Linked DNA regions of Gossypium hirsutum: region 1 is linked to region 2. The links are chromatin contacts, called in public Hi-C maps. All regions are on one chromosome and are shown on one strand. The core of a region is the stretch at or near the end of the contact, and the rest is flanking DNA. Distances in the headings are between cores, read along the strand shown.

Region 1 (7,616 bases), core at 1,456-3,955, 190 kb before region 2:
CTTAATAATGTCTATTTATAGTGTGAGAAAATACAAAAGTTCCCTTAATTAACTAAAGTGGAATTTTTCTAGTTTTCTTGGTAATTTTAGCTTCAAACTTCTAGGCCATTTTTGAATACCTTCCTAAATTTTTTTGGGCTTGAGTTGTGAGACAAATTTGGTTAGATTTTTCAATTTCCTTTGAATTGGTATATTATGGACCCAATACGAAGTTCTATACCTTAAGTTATGACCAAAATATTGAAATTGTGTTGTGTTGATAGTCTAATCCGCAAAAATTTGCCAAAAAATAAAGTCTAAGCTCATTTTTTTCTAATTACTTTCTAAATCAATAATAAATAAAATATAAGTATAAATAATATAATTAAGAACATAAATAACATAATTTAAGGGGAGAAATATCACAATTAAATCGAGAAATTATGCTTTTATCAATATACCATGTTGTTTAATAACATACCATCATAAGTTTGTCAAAAAAATAATGAGACTCCATGTTTTCTTTCTCCACAATCACACTCTAACCGAATGATGTTTCAGTTCCCGTCTTAAGCAACAACAACTAGAAGGATCTGCTTACACTTACTGTAAATCCAAGTCCTGTCTATTTGGACAATGGGCTTACAATTTGGCTATGTCTTAATCAATGGATCAAATGTCCAAAGTAATTGGTGGAATATTTTCATGCCTTCCACTAGTTGATTGAATGGATCTTATGCATTGAGGGTTCGCAATGCCACCACAGTACTTGGTACAAATTGTCGCATTGTTGCTAATAATGACGGCAACTCATTGTAAAAGTTGTCCCAATCTCCAAACAATCAAGAAATGGCATTCTGTTTTGCATGCTAAGCTTTTCGATAACTGATGGTGTACTTATATCGAGATTGCACGTTGACAATCATAACAATAACTGGAATAGTAGTGCGTGCCTTTACCAATGGCATAATGCAACTACAAATTAAGTCTTAATCTAATTTCTGGTGATCTTGCGAAAGTTGAACAGAAGTGCATGGGTTCCGTTCCATTTTTGGATCTCTGAAGCTTGTGTCCTCTTCCTAAGCGTAAGCCTAACTCTCTAATTACACCCATTCTTGTACTTCCAACACTCGCTAACATACAAAGTTAGCGAAGATACCACAACTTTGTAATCAACACAAGTTTTGATACTGTAGTACTTGATGGCTACCATAGTTGCATCCCTAGATGGAAATTGTGCCCTTACATATAACTCTTTAGAATTTTCATTTGAACTCATTATATAGCTGGACACTATGTCAAGATATTCTGAAAATTCCAATGCCTTAATTGCATTTATGTCAATGTTGTGCATGTGGGATAGAGGTTCGTGGAGATGAAGAATAATATGACCAATCATCTTCGTCGTCGTTATTGTTGACATTAGGAACTCCTTCAGATTTAGGATCATTAAAATCATTAATATCTTCTTGTTCATTTGGAAATTTGTAGCACTGATCATCCATGTTCAAACTAATAGGAATCAATGAGGTAGATGGTGCAATATACTGGTATGAATCATCTAAAGCTTCGTTTGAGTCAAGATCCAAATTGATATAAATGATAAAATGAATTTTTGGTTGAATGGTAAAGTATAAATGATGAAGATTATAAAAGCTTGGGTTCAAATGCTGTTATATATGAATATATATTTTTCTATTTTTATGTATAAAATATATAAAATGATATAACTTATTTTGTAAAATAATGGTACTTTTATCATTAGCCAATTGAGTTGGTGCCTGATTGACTTGTGACACTAACTCAACAAAATGCTTAATGTATAGAATAGATTATTACTTTGATTTATGCAATTTCAAATCTTTTAGTCAAATTACTAATGTGTTATGTATTTGGCTGTAACACTGACACTAAACTCAGTCACTCTTATTATATATAATATCGACAATAAAAAATTATATATTCCAAAACATATATTCATTAACAAATTAAAAATGGATGTGGGTGAAAAGGATTATGTAAAAAAATAAACGAGACTCTGGTCAAAGTAATAAGATTGGTTCACTTTTTTTTCTTTTGTAGTCACTAGTTGTTAAATTACTGATATAAAAATAACTTGACATCTTTTAATATTGACATAATAGCAATTTAACCTTCAACATTTATACATTGTGTTAATTTAGTCTTGATTCTAAAAAAATTAACCCTCAACATTTACACATTGTCTAATTTGGTCTTTTTTGTAGTTTTATTTTTCTTTTTGACATTGAGGGTTAATCTTAAAAAAGAAGAAGAGAAAATATGAAAATTATTATATTGGATTTTGGATGTTTCCATTTTTGGGATATTTTCTATCAAATTTAGTTGATAAATTTGTTTTTTTAGCTTTTTAGGTGAAAGGGTTATAAAGAAAAGTAAAATTGCAAAAAAGACCAATTACACAATGTGAAAATATTAGAGGGTTAAACTTTTTAGAATCAAAAATAATTTGACATAATGTATAAATGTTAAGTACTAAATCAATTTTAAAAGCTGCTGCGTCATCTTTTAGTTAGCCATTTAACTGCTCGTGATAAAAAAAAAAAGAAAAAATTAAAAAATTAGGTCACCATCTTATAATTTTATTTAATTGGGTGGTAAAAAAGAAACTTAAAAAATAAACGTAGTGTCGTGCAGCAACGTGAAATAAAGGCCGCCGCTACCGGCTCCATTGCGATTCCAGATTTCATTTGTTTGCTAATAATGTGCTTAGACTTTGGGCTTTATCAGTGGAGGTAGATGGTAATGGACTCCAAGAAATATTGCAGTTGGGTTCCCATGCCACCAAGCCCACATCATAATTGACTCCGATTGTCTCTCCTATTTCACCCAGTGCTTAGATTGAATCATTTAGGCAGTAGTCGTTTAAATCGCTTTTCTCCTCTCTCCACCTTCATCTTTATTATTGCTATTCATTCTCCTCTCCTCGATCTCACCACCAAACACCCTAACTCCCATTCTATATCCACTCTCTCTGTTTTATCGCGTGTACTTTCTTTCCTTTTCTTTTATTGTTCAAATTGTATTTCCTATTTCGAGATTCAATTGTTTCGATTCTTTTTGTAACCTGTTGTATTTTCCCTGTACTTGAGTTTGTGATCTTGTTCTGGATTTTATTTTCCTAGCCTGATCTAGGAGAGCTATACAATTAGTTCAGAATTCGCTTCAATTCTTTGTTTGCGGGCGTTTATATGGCGGGGCAAACTCAGGATCAATTCGAAGTTTACTTCAAGAAAGCAGATTTAGATGGGGATGGCAGAATTAGTGGAGTTGAGGCTGTTTCTTTCTTTCAAGGAGCCGGTTTGTCCAAACAAGTCCTCGCTCAGGTCCCTCTGTTTCTCCCCTTACATTTCATTTCTTATCAGAATCGGGATCTCTAGGAACTCGCCTTTTCCGAATATAGGTTAGATTGTATTTAGTTGTAACCTGGAGAAATTTCTCAATAAAACCTAAAGACTTGGCTGCTGTTTTTCTTTTTCTACAATTATCACTCTCCTACTTCAGATTTCTCTTAACCAACTTGTGGTTTGCTTATGGGTTTTGTTCTTTGTACGTCAAGAATTTATCAAATACTTGAAAGGTTTCAATTGTCTACTTTTTCGAGGATGTTATTAATAAGCTTTCAGAGTGCTAAAATACTTGTCTTTTTGGCCGTAGTTTCACTTGGAAGTACAATATCATACATCTGCAATAGGAACTTATCTAGCTTTTTTTTTGTGATTTAAATGTTGAATCTTGCCTTTGTTAGCTGCTGAACAAGTGACTGTTGTTTTGTTCTAGATTTTATTAATGTACTGTCTGTTACTCTGACACATACGGGAGGCTACAAGTTGATGGGTTGTAGATCACTACATCTATAGTTCGATATAGTAAAAAAATCAAAGAATCATTTTAATTCTGATGAAATAATAGATGCAATGCCTTAAGCCTTGCGCTACTTTCTGTAGCATTTGGTGGTCTTTGGTGGATTTTCACGCAATGAATGGCATGGTTTAGGGATTGGAATTTTTTATTTCTGGATTTGAATTGGATTAGTACACGTGTAACTTGTTGTACATATCTTACAGCGATTCTTGTGACCTATACGCTCTGTTTTTGTATAAACCTATTTGGCCAAGGAAGTTGATATTATGGGTCCATTCATATCAATTTATCCTATGACTGCAGATATGGGCATATGCTGACCAAAGTCATAGTGGTTTCCTGAGCAAGCAAGAGTTTTTTAATGCTCTCAAGCTTGTGACCGTAGCACAAAGGCGTGAATTAACACCAGACATTGTCAAGGCAGCATTATATGGCCCTGCTGCAGCAAAAATTCCAGCTCCGCAAATTAATTTTCCTGCCACAACACAGATGGGTGGAGCTGTGCCACCATCCTCTCCAAGTGTTGGGTTCAGAGGACCAGGAGTTCCAAATGCTGGTATGAGCCAGCAACATTTTCCATCTCAACAGAACCTCTCAATGAGACCCCAACAAACAATGCCTGCTGCCACTGCCCTGCACCCTTCTCAAGGTATTGCAGCTCCAGAGTTTTCTAGGGGAGGTAATATAGTTGGTCAACCTCAAGCTATGCCTGCTGGTTCTACTCCACTTTCACATCAATCCATGCCCACCGTTGCTACTGGTCCCAGTTTAACAAATCAAAATATGTCTAGCAATTGGCTTTCTGGAAGGCCTGGTGGAGCTTCAACTGGGCCACGAGGGGTCGCTCCATCAACAGCACCAAGGCCACAAGCTGCAGTTTCAATGTCTTCCCAGCCTACTGCTAATGATTCTAAAGCATTGGCTGTTTCTGGAAATGGGCTTGCTTCTGGCTCGGCATTTGGAAGTGATGCATTTTCTGCAACCTCGTTTACACCAAAACAAGAATTATCTACACAAACCTTTTCTCCCCACAGTGCACCCGCCTCACCAGGGATTACACCAGTTTCAAGTGGGGCCCAACCCTTAGTTAAGTCCAACTCTCTTGATTCATTGCAAAGTACGTTCTCTATGCATTCTGCTGGTAGTCAAAGTCAAAGGCCATACTCGTCTCCAATCCAAGGCCAACCAGTTTCTTCCCCAAGCTCCTCTTTTACACCATCAGGAATCTCTGCTGGAAATGTGAATGCTGCCCCAAATAGTTCCCAGCCTCCATGGCCAAAAATGAAACAATCTGATGTTCAGAAATATACGAAAGTGTTCATGGAAGTGGACACTGACAGAGATGGGAAAATAACTGGTGAGCAGGCAAGGAATCTATTTTTGAGTTGGAGGCTACCTAGAGGTATGATAATTTCTTATTCTGTTGTTATCCAAATAAGTTTCTGAGATATGAACCTATGCATGACATAGATGGTTTATCTATTTAGTTTAACATGTATGGTGATTTCTTATGAATAAAAAAAATAGTGTTAGGAATTTCACCATTGTTGAGATGCTGAGAACATATAATTCGTTATTGTGCTCATGGTCTGATGTCTTTTATGTTTTCATTTTTCAAAATTTTATTTGTGAATATTATCATCATAATTTGGAATTATATCAATAAATGGTTTGTTTTTGAATATTCTGGTTTAAGATTTTATTCTTGTAGGGTCTAGGTAGTGAAAATATTTTTTTCTGCTAAGGTGGTAAACTGATGATGCCTATGTATTTTTAGATGGTATCATTCCATGAATCCTTCTTTCTACTAAAACGTTTTGCAGTGTTGTCAAGGCATGCGCCTAGGTGCGCCTGTGCGTTAGCATTATACAAAAAAAATGCCTCAGACCCTTCTAGGTGAGACCCATTTGATCAAGCACACACTTGGTGCACCTAAACACTTTTTTATAAGAAAATAAGCAAAAAGAAAGCCCACCTGATTGAATTTCTCTTTAATTTCTTTTTTTTTTCACTGTTTTCATTTGATATACCTTTAGTAGTAAGAAATGGATAATTTTGAGCTCTATACTTCTCAATATTTTAGTATTCAACGACAAACATTGACCATAAGGACATCACGCATATTGACTGATAAAAAAAGTTGCATGTTTTGTAGGTAAACTAGACCACACTTTAGAGTTTACAATATATATTAAGCTGTATATGTTATATATACACATGTAGACTTTGAAGAACGAATGCATATGCATATTGTGCTTTACTTCACTCAGGCTAATGCTTTTTTGCATCATCTGCCTGAGGCAATATAAGGTTCTAGCACCTAGAATGCACCTTTCACCCTTGACAACACTGATTTTTTGGCATACTTACTGAAGAAGTCCTATTAGTGCAGTGTTTCTTTGAAATATTTCGATGGTTGGTCCTGTTGGAGCAGAGACCTTTGTTACTTGGGTAAACATATTTAACATTGTCGCTTTTGTCTTTCACAGAGGTTTTGAAGCAGGTTTGGGACTTATCTGATCAGGATAGTGATAGTATGCTATCTTTGAGAGAGTTCTGCTTTGCTCTCTATTTGATGGAACGGTATAGGGAAGGCCGTCCTCTTCCACCTGCACTCCCTAGAGATGTTTTGTTTGATGAGACACTCTTGTCCATGACAGGCCAACCCAATGTTTCATATGGAAATGCAGCTTGGGGTCCCAATCCTGGTATTCGTTAGGATCGCTTCTAATTTATTTTCCTTCTCATTTTGTCATCCTAGATTTCTCTTAATAAAACAATTATTGCTGTTAGGTTTTGGACATCAGTCGGGGATGGCTGCTCAGACAATCACTCCGTCAGCTGGTGTAAAACCTCCAGTTCGCCCCAATGCTTCTGCTGATACTACTACAATGTCCAACCAACAAAAACCAAGAGAACCAGTGTTGGATGATTCCTTTGGAACCCAACCCAATAACAATGGACAAAATTTAGAGAATGGGGCAGCCGGAGATGTAATGGCTGATGGAAAAAAGGCATGGCATCTTCTAGATAAAGCTCAAATACTTTCTCTCTCTCTCTCTCTGGTACATACACACACATGTGGGTGCGTACCCACTTCACTTTTTCCTTCTCTATTCTTCCACAGGTTTGGTGAGAGTTTGAGGACTGCTTTTTTATCACTTCTGTAAAGAAATTTTTTTAACTAAGCTAGAGTTTCAGTGGTTTTATATTCCTTCCTGAATAACAATATGGAGCTTGTTTCTTTGAAATTTAGCAGGTTGATGGAACTGAAAAGGTGATTTTGGATTCCAGAGAGAAGCTTGAGTTCTACCGTGAGAAAATGCAGGAACTTGTGAGCATTTTCTGTTTCACTTTTTTTCGTATTTTCTGGAAATACAATGTGCTTGGAAAAAAAATCTCATTTTGATTAGAACTGTACTAAAGGATCTTATTCAATGATCAGGAACTAGAATGACTGACTATTAACAGTGCATGCATGATATGCTTGTTAGGTTGCTTCAGCATACTGAAACAATTCTCTCCCCCCCCCCCCCCGGGCCCCTTTTTTAACATTGCATTAATAATTCAACATTGTTCTCATTAAATGCAATGCCTGAATGCTGGTTAATTATTTTCCTAATTTAAGTAAGTGGTGAGTCGAATTGTATGGCATGCCTCGGGAAACTTGGAACTTCAAAATTCAACCATCATTATACGACTTTTGTCTTTCTTATTTTCAGGTCCTTTATAAA
Region 2 (7,870 bases), core at 4,697-7,196:
GAATTTAGCCTATAAATAGTGTACATGCCCAAATTTGACCGGGCCTTAATAAACAAAGCCCAAATTACAGAACAAACCAAACCAAAGTCCAAATTAAAAAGGTCCATTTACAAAAAATATCAAACTTAAAACCCAAAATAAATAAAGACCTAATGGCCTATATGGCCCACTATCTTAAGCTAGCAAGAAACCCTAGCTTCTCCATGGCGCCGCAACCCCATGTGTTGGCCTCAGCGGGCACAACACTCGAGACAGGAGCCTCGTCCCATCGCCTTCGCTGTCACTTGCAAACAAGCAAAGAAGAAGATAAAAAAGGAGCAAAGAATAGTAACAAAAAGAAAAAAAGAGAATAGCAGCAGGAAAAATCACATGTATCCGGCTATATAGCCACAAGAACTTCGATGTAACCTTTTTTAGAACACTGGAATAGAAAAAGAATCAAAAACAGATTCAAAAGATCAAAAAAGGTGTTTTTTATTACTTTTTCAAAAAATAATAATAAATAGTAGAATAGAACAATAAAAGCTCTACCGGAGTCGCTCCGCCTTCTTTGGTCGCCAGAGGAGAGTTTCACTGATATCGAAGGTTTCAAAACCTTTAGAAGTTGGCCCAGCCTGCTACGATGGCGGAGAAGACACCAGTCGAAGCCGGATTATTTCCTTTTGTTCATTTTTTTTTCTTTTTTCTTTTTTTCCTTCGTGGACGGAAGGCTAGGCCTTCAGATCCGGTCGAGAAAGGGGTTAAAAATCCAAGCCGTGCGGCTCCGACCACTGGAGATTGATGGCCTTGATGGCACCAATGGCTGAAAATGGGGAGAGGAAAAGAGGAATCGAGAGAACCCTCTGAATTTTTTTTAAAACCTAAGGGAAATGCTTTTTTTTTTCTTTAGATTTTTGATATTTAAATAAGGGACTAAACGGTGCCGTTTCAAGGTGTCCTGAAGAGCCCCAAAACGATGTTGTTTTGGGGCCGACCCGAAAATCGGCCCTAATCCTACAGAGGGTCTGCGTGTTTTGGACTAAAGGTATTTTACCCTTTTAGTCCTTCCTCTTTTCAGCATGCTTCAATCCTGTTCCTTTCCTTTTTAAAATTTTACCATTAGATTTTATTTTGTTTTCATTTTGATCCTCCATTTTTTTGAGGCTTCATGGAACGCTGTGTTTAGTGGGGGTCAGGGAGTAATTTCCCTTTTGATCCTTGCCCTTTCTCGCGTGTTCGCATTTGGTCCTTTATTTATTTATTTATTTATTTATTTTTACAATTTACTCTTTTTAATTTCATTTTAGTTTCAAATTAGTCCTTATTTTTATATTATCTATTTATTATAATTTAGACTTTAAAATTTCATTTTAATCCCGATTTAGTCCTTTATTTATTTAATTTCAGCCCTTTAAGGATTTTATTTTATTCTTTATTTGTTTATTTATTTCCTTGCTTATATATTCATTATTGTTTTATTTTTACTCATTTGCTTGTTCGTTTATTTGTTTTATATATATATATATATTATTCATTTACATTTTATTTTAATTCTTACATTTATCTCTCTTCCAATCTTCAATAATCTTTCACTAGTTATTTATTTTATTTAGGCCTTTATTATTATTATTATTATTTTCATCTATTATTATTATTTATTTATTCATCTATTTGTTTATCACCTTTTTATGTCTTTAAAATTAGATTATATTTTTACTGATATATATATTGTTCCTACTATTATTATGAATTATTATTATTATTATTATCACATTATTATCCATTTATATATGCTTTACTATAAATCGGGCCTTCAATTGTATTTATGTTTTTAATGCCAATATTTTTACAAGCCCTTTCTCTTATATCTATATTTATATTTATCTATTATTTTGTTAATATTTTCATTACTATTATCCATTCATTTCGTATGTTTTATTGTTGGAATTTGTCGGCTAATATTACTATGACTATTATAGTACATTAATAGTACATTAATACTATCATAACGTTCGTTTATTTATCATATATACTTGACTCGTATAATTATTTTATATTATTGTATTATTATCTCATGCACTATGTTTAAATATAATCGGTTGTCTTTGTATTATACTTCAAATAATCCCATGTCGCTTTAAACTTGCATTTGATAATTATTTAAAAAGAAAAATTTTTAAAATAAGGTAATATTTTGCGTTTAGAGAATTCAAGAAATTGTACCCTAACTTACTGGGTTTTGATTTTCTTATTAAACCTAAAAAGACAAATATCCTTTTAGATTTCAAAATACACAAATTTTCGATAAAGATTAAAGGCAAACTTGCTCCCGAAGATTTAAACGTCGCGTCCTAACTTACTGGATGTGACACTTTACTATCTCGGGATTAAGTCTTTGATGATCGCTTCAATGTAATCCAGGCGTTTTAAAATTAGCATTCATGAGAAGGGGTCGTATTTTAATTTTTTTTTTAATTTTTTTTAATTTTCGACATTAAGAAGTTAATTAATCGATTAGGTACCAATTTTGGGCGTGACGAGGGTGCTAATCCTTCCTCTCACGTAACCGACTCCCGAATCCATTTTCTCAATTTTCATAGACCAAAATCAGTTGTTTTAATAAATCGAAAGATTTTATTGAAACGACTAAATTTCTAGGTGATCCGATCACACCTAAACAAAAAAGATTGGTGGCGACTCCCATTTTTCGTTTTCATTTTCAAAACCAAAGTCGACGCCCGTTTTCAAAAAAATGATTTCGACAAATAGGTTCTTTTACTACCTTACAAAATAAACCCATTAGAGATTAGAACTCATAATATTTTTGGAGAATTTTGTATTTACGTTTTGAGGGTTCTTTGTTTTTTTGGGTTTTGGAGTTTAGTTTTTATCTCCATCTTTGTACTCTTCATTCTTTTGCTATTATAGTAAAATTATCTTTACCTGTGATTTTTTATCCTCTTTGGAGAGGTTTTTTCACGTTAAATTCGTGTATTCAATTTCTCAATTTCTTCCGCTATTTTTACTTTTTCATTGCTTAATCGAGTCGATCCCCAACAAAATAGATTGTCAGTACACGGAAACAAATATCTATTATTGGTTGTCAACTTATTCAACTGCCAATAATTAATATAAAGTAGCATCGACCCATATTTCTTTCTAACAAAAAGCATCGAAGCTCCCCAAGACGATATACTAAGGCGTGTAAAACCTCAATTTAGGAGATCTTGTAATTGAATTTTCAACTCTTTTAGCTCCCTTGCTGTCATATGATATGGAGCAATAGAGACTAGAGTTGCACCCGAGTAAACATCAATTACAAATTCCACCTCGTGATTAGGAGGTAATCATGACAATTCTTCTTGAAATACATCCGAAAACTCTTATATTGTCCAAATCTTACTCATTTGACTTTCATCTGAACTCGAGTTAATAACATAGGCCAAATATATTTCACAACCTTGATTCAAAAGTTTATTAGCTCAAACCAATGAAATGATATAAGTAGAATCACTCAACTTATGCCCTTGACTTCAATGATATCACCTTCAAGACTTTGGATAAAGAACTTTTTACAGGATTCCAAAATCATTTTATGCTTGATTAATCAATTCATTTTTAAAATTACATCAAAATCACCAAACAACATGATCAACGAGCACTATTTGTCCCAAAGAACTTGAAACGAATATTGGTATGCTTATAACTCCAACTTCAATTTTCCTGATTTCAAGAAGCTAAAATTAACGTATGAATGCATAAAGCTAGGATCAATTAAAGCATGAACAGGTGCAAAAAATAAAAGGAAAATACATGCTACAACATCGGTAGCATCATCCTCTTCTCTGTTTCGGAGCTCTAGCTTCATATCATTCCCTACTCTTTTTTTATTTTTGTTACTTTTAAAATGTTGTTTTATTATCTCAATTATTTTTCAAAAATAATAGACTTGTATTATAAATTAGATCAATTATCATTTAATAAGAAATGTATATTTTAAAAAAAAAAGATAATATGTATTATTTAATGAATTATAAAAAATAAAATCAGTGTAATACACTTGTCATTGTCCAAAACTTCATGTCTAACAAAAGTCTATTTTCTCAAGTTATTTAGACGGAATAAATTAGATAAATATATTTAATTGTATTGTACATGGTATATTTGATTTGATTTCACATTTTCCTAAGTATAACTCAGATAGGGTTTCTATATTTTGTTACTGTGCAAGCAGGGTTATTACAACTAAACATAAACTAACTGCATATAGATAAAACATAATGGAAAACTAAACATAAGTCTTATTTTAGCTTGTTTGTTTTATTGAAAATGAATTTGAGAAAATTATTTTTAAAAAATAACTTATTTATTTTGAAAGTTGATATTTTTTTATGTTTGGATGAATCTGTGTAAAATATTTTTTTATTATTTAACAAATTTCGTAAAAATTTCATAAAAGCTGTTTTCAATGAAACAAAAATACGTATGAAATTTTCTTATCTTTTCATTGTTTAATTGAGTTTAATTTATATCTATAAATTTATATTTTACATTTTCTTTGTAAAACAAACACAATATAAATATATTTGTTACAAAATATTATAATGTAATTTTTTTAAGAATCAAAATTTATTTTATAATAAGAAAATATTTTATAATAATTAATCTCGTATATAAACTTAATAATAAATAATGCTTAATTAAAATTTAAGTTTTTATACATTAATTAAAATTTAATTTAAATTACATATATTACAGATATAAGAGTATATATTGACGCATTAGAATTGTAAGAGATAAATGAAGTTAAGCATTATTTAAACAAATGCTTATATTTATATAATTAAAATATTTATATTTTGATACTAGGTTAAAATATGTTATAAGTCCTTATACTCTTCGTAAATTTTAAATTTAGTCCATGTACTTTTATTTTTGGGTTAGTGCTACTTTTTAGATATCAAAATTCAGGTTCAACTGTGAGTATTATTAAAAATATTTTGTTAAATTCATATTCATTATTACTTCATTTTTTAGTTACATGAATACCTAGTTTTTTATTATTATTATTTAAAACTGTGACATCAACAAAATTGAAAAAAATAATGTTAACAATTAGACTTGATTTTCAAATTAGAAAAATAGAGAAACTAAATTCCAAATTTATGAAGAGTACATACTACATAGACTATAGCATATTTTAACTTTTATACTACAAAACATTTATTATTAATATATTTATAATTGTAATAAATATTTATTATTAAAATATTAATATTAAATATTTTCAACAATATTCAAAGAATATTATTTAAAATTATTTTTTTTAAAATTTACTATTAAAATAAAATTTGAAATATTAAATATAATCAATTATATTAATAATTTATTATATGATTAGATATAGATAATTAAATATATATTTTAATAATATTGAAAATTATAATATTATATATCAATATTTGATTAATTTTAAATATTTTTAAAAATAAAAAAAAATTATTATTAATTTTAAGCTTAAAAAATAATTTTTATATGAAAAAAATTACGTATAAAGGAGTTTTTTTGATGAAGAATGTCTTATGCTTTTGAAAATGATAAGTTGTTTTACAGGAAAAGAAATATTTTCTGTTGACCTGTATGTCATTTTTCATTAAACAAATATAAAAGAATACAACAAAAAAAAAATTGAAAATCATTTTTAGTGAAAAAAAGGAAGGTGTTAAGTGTGTTTCTACTAAATGGTTATATTTCCAATTGAATGAGTTGATAATATGGTGATTAAGGCTTCTCCTTTTTATTCATTATTTAAAAAAGCCATTCCAATGTGATCCAACTGATTGACAACATATAAAAGGTTCCCATTGGTTACATATTTAGATGTTATTTATACCAAAATTTAGACATTTTTGTTAAATATTTGTTCAGGTTATAAAGATTGTGAAAATGCAAATTACCAAAGACAGCAGTCGTAACACAAGTTTTATAGTTCACTCAGCTGACGTGTGTGGATATGTTTGGTTAGCATGGTAACGACCGGACCAGGAGGTTGGACTTGGACACGAATCAATTGAAAATACGCCAAGCTGGCCAGGCTGCCCTGCCACCTCTAATTGACCTTTCCCCCTCTGTTGCGGTATTCTGCAAAATATCCCAATTCCATAACCCTAGATTCAGCATTTCCCAATTACACTCCAACATTTTTACCATCATTCATTACCAAACTCTGGCACGATATGAGGCGATCTCGGATTTTCCTTTTGCTGTTAGCCATCTTATTTTCTCCGTCTATACGCGGTTTCTTCTGCTCTCAGATCTCGCAAACTGCTCTTTCCAATCGTTTCCTGCCGCCCCGTCCTCCGTAAGTATCTTCAGCTCCTTATTCTCATTGGATTAATGCATTTAAGAAAGAAAAAAAACCGGATCTTTGATTTTTTTTTTGAATTACGAATTTTGCTATATCTGTCTATAATGGCTGCTGCATGATATGTGGAGTTCGCTTAAAACCCTGAAATCAGTTCTACTCAAATTGTATTTTGTGTCTTTATTTAGTGACGATGGGTTAGCAGTGGTAGTTACTCTGGATGGAACAATGCATTTAGTGGACAGAGTATCAAGGAAAGTTCATTGGTCGTTTGCATCGGGCAGGCCTATTTATTCATCTTATCAGGCCTTCCTTGACCAGGACAATGATAAGCTTAATACATCTGGACCCAACAGTGATTTGTATGTTGATTGTGGGGATGATTTGCAAGTCTATGTTCATAGCAGGAGCCATGGAAAACTGGTATCAATGCTCATCCTGCTTCTGTTTCTTACAGTTGTCTGTCCCATACAAATTTTGGGGTTTCTTAGTCATTGATTCTATTGTCTATGATAACTATTAAATTTGACTGATTGATTAGCTTGGAAATTTTGTTTATATGCTTTATTGCTTTCATACTGATAGCATCTTTTTCATCTCAATGGTTTTGCACTTTAGAAAAAACTTGAACTGAGTTGTGAAGAATATGTTAGAAGAACACCCTATATAGCAGAGGATGGAGGGATCACTTTGGGAGTAAAAAAGACCTCTATTTACCTTGTTGATGCAAATTCTGGTAGAATAGTACAAACTTATAGGTCAGATGATCCTCCCTCTACGCTAGATATTCAGAATGATGCAGGCGAAACAGTTCGTTGGACAAAGGATGCTGATGCACTGGTGGAGTCTGGTCCTTTTAACTCAACAACAGTCAAGCAATTTGTCTATATTATGAGGACAGATTATGTCCTCCAGTATTATTCTCCAAACTCTGCTGAAGTATTATGGAATGTGGCATTTTCTAAAATTGATGCTGAATTTCGATGTCAAGGATCAGAGGAAAAACTTTCTGCAGATTACATGCATGATTTTGAGTTGCAATTGCCATGTCAGAAGAGACCTGTTGTTATCCAAGTTCGTGATCATAAATTGTTGGAATCTCTCCCCGTCTTTGGCTGGCTTGATGGAATAATCCCACTGCCTTCTTCAAATCAGAATCCTCACTTGCCGCCTGCTGATGTATTCCCACTGGCTCTTCCTAGTGACAAACCATGGCTTGCTTTGCCAGCTTCTGAGATGGAAAACCCTCTTATGTTGGATACCGCTAATACAAACATCACTACAAGGTTTGACATTGCTGGATTCAGCATACAACCTTTCATTGCTTTCTTTGCTACCCTATTGACTATCATTGTCTTTGCCTTTTACCGCTTAAAACGAGGTAAGGGGAGTAAGCAGGATCAGGAAGTTAAATTGCAATCAGTACCTAAAAAGAAAAAACCTAAGAGAGTTGGGAATAGTAAGAGCAGTGGCAATAACGAGAAAAAGAACAAGCCTGTGTCAGAGGAGAATAATGTTGGAAATACC

What was found. A called contact is a pair of places that touch in the nucleus more often than the background predicts.
Region 1: a Hi-C map of leaf shows a contact between it and region 2, with 3 times the contacts expected there. The contact joins the promoter of LOC107945243 here to the promoter of LOC107917881 in region 2. A contact is called at or near these places in 11 of 34 Hi-C or Micro-C datasets (callus, fibers, hypocotyl and 2 more).

Annotation. Positions count from the first base shown.
Region 1 is chrA01:19,673,581-19,681,196 of Gossypium_hirsutum_v2.1, reverse strand. It overlaps LOC107945243 (epidermal growth factor receptor substrate 15), which reads left to right and starts at 2,705. Exons shown (of 13, transcript XM_016879170.2): 1 at 2,705-3,344; 2 at 4,186-5,284; 3 at 6,372-6,590; 4 at 6,676-6,896; 5 at 7,142-7,216; 6 at 7,605-7,616. The coding sequence starts at 3,210.
Region 2 is chrA01:19,484,271-19,492,140 of Gossypium_hirsutum_v2.1, reverse strand. It overlaps LOC107917881 (serine/threonine-protein kinase/endoribonuclease IRE1b), which reads left to right and starts at 5,946. Exons shown (of 6, transcript XM_016847265.2): 1 at 5,946-6,340; 2 at 6,532-6,766; 3 at 6,962-7,870. The coding sequence starts at 6,216.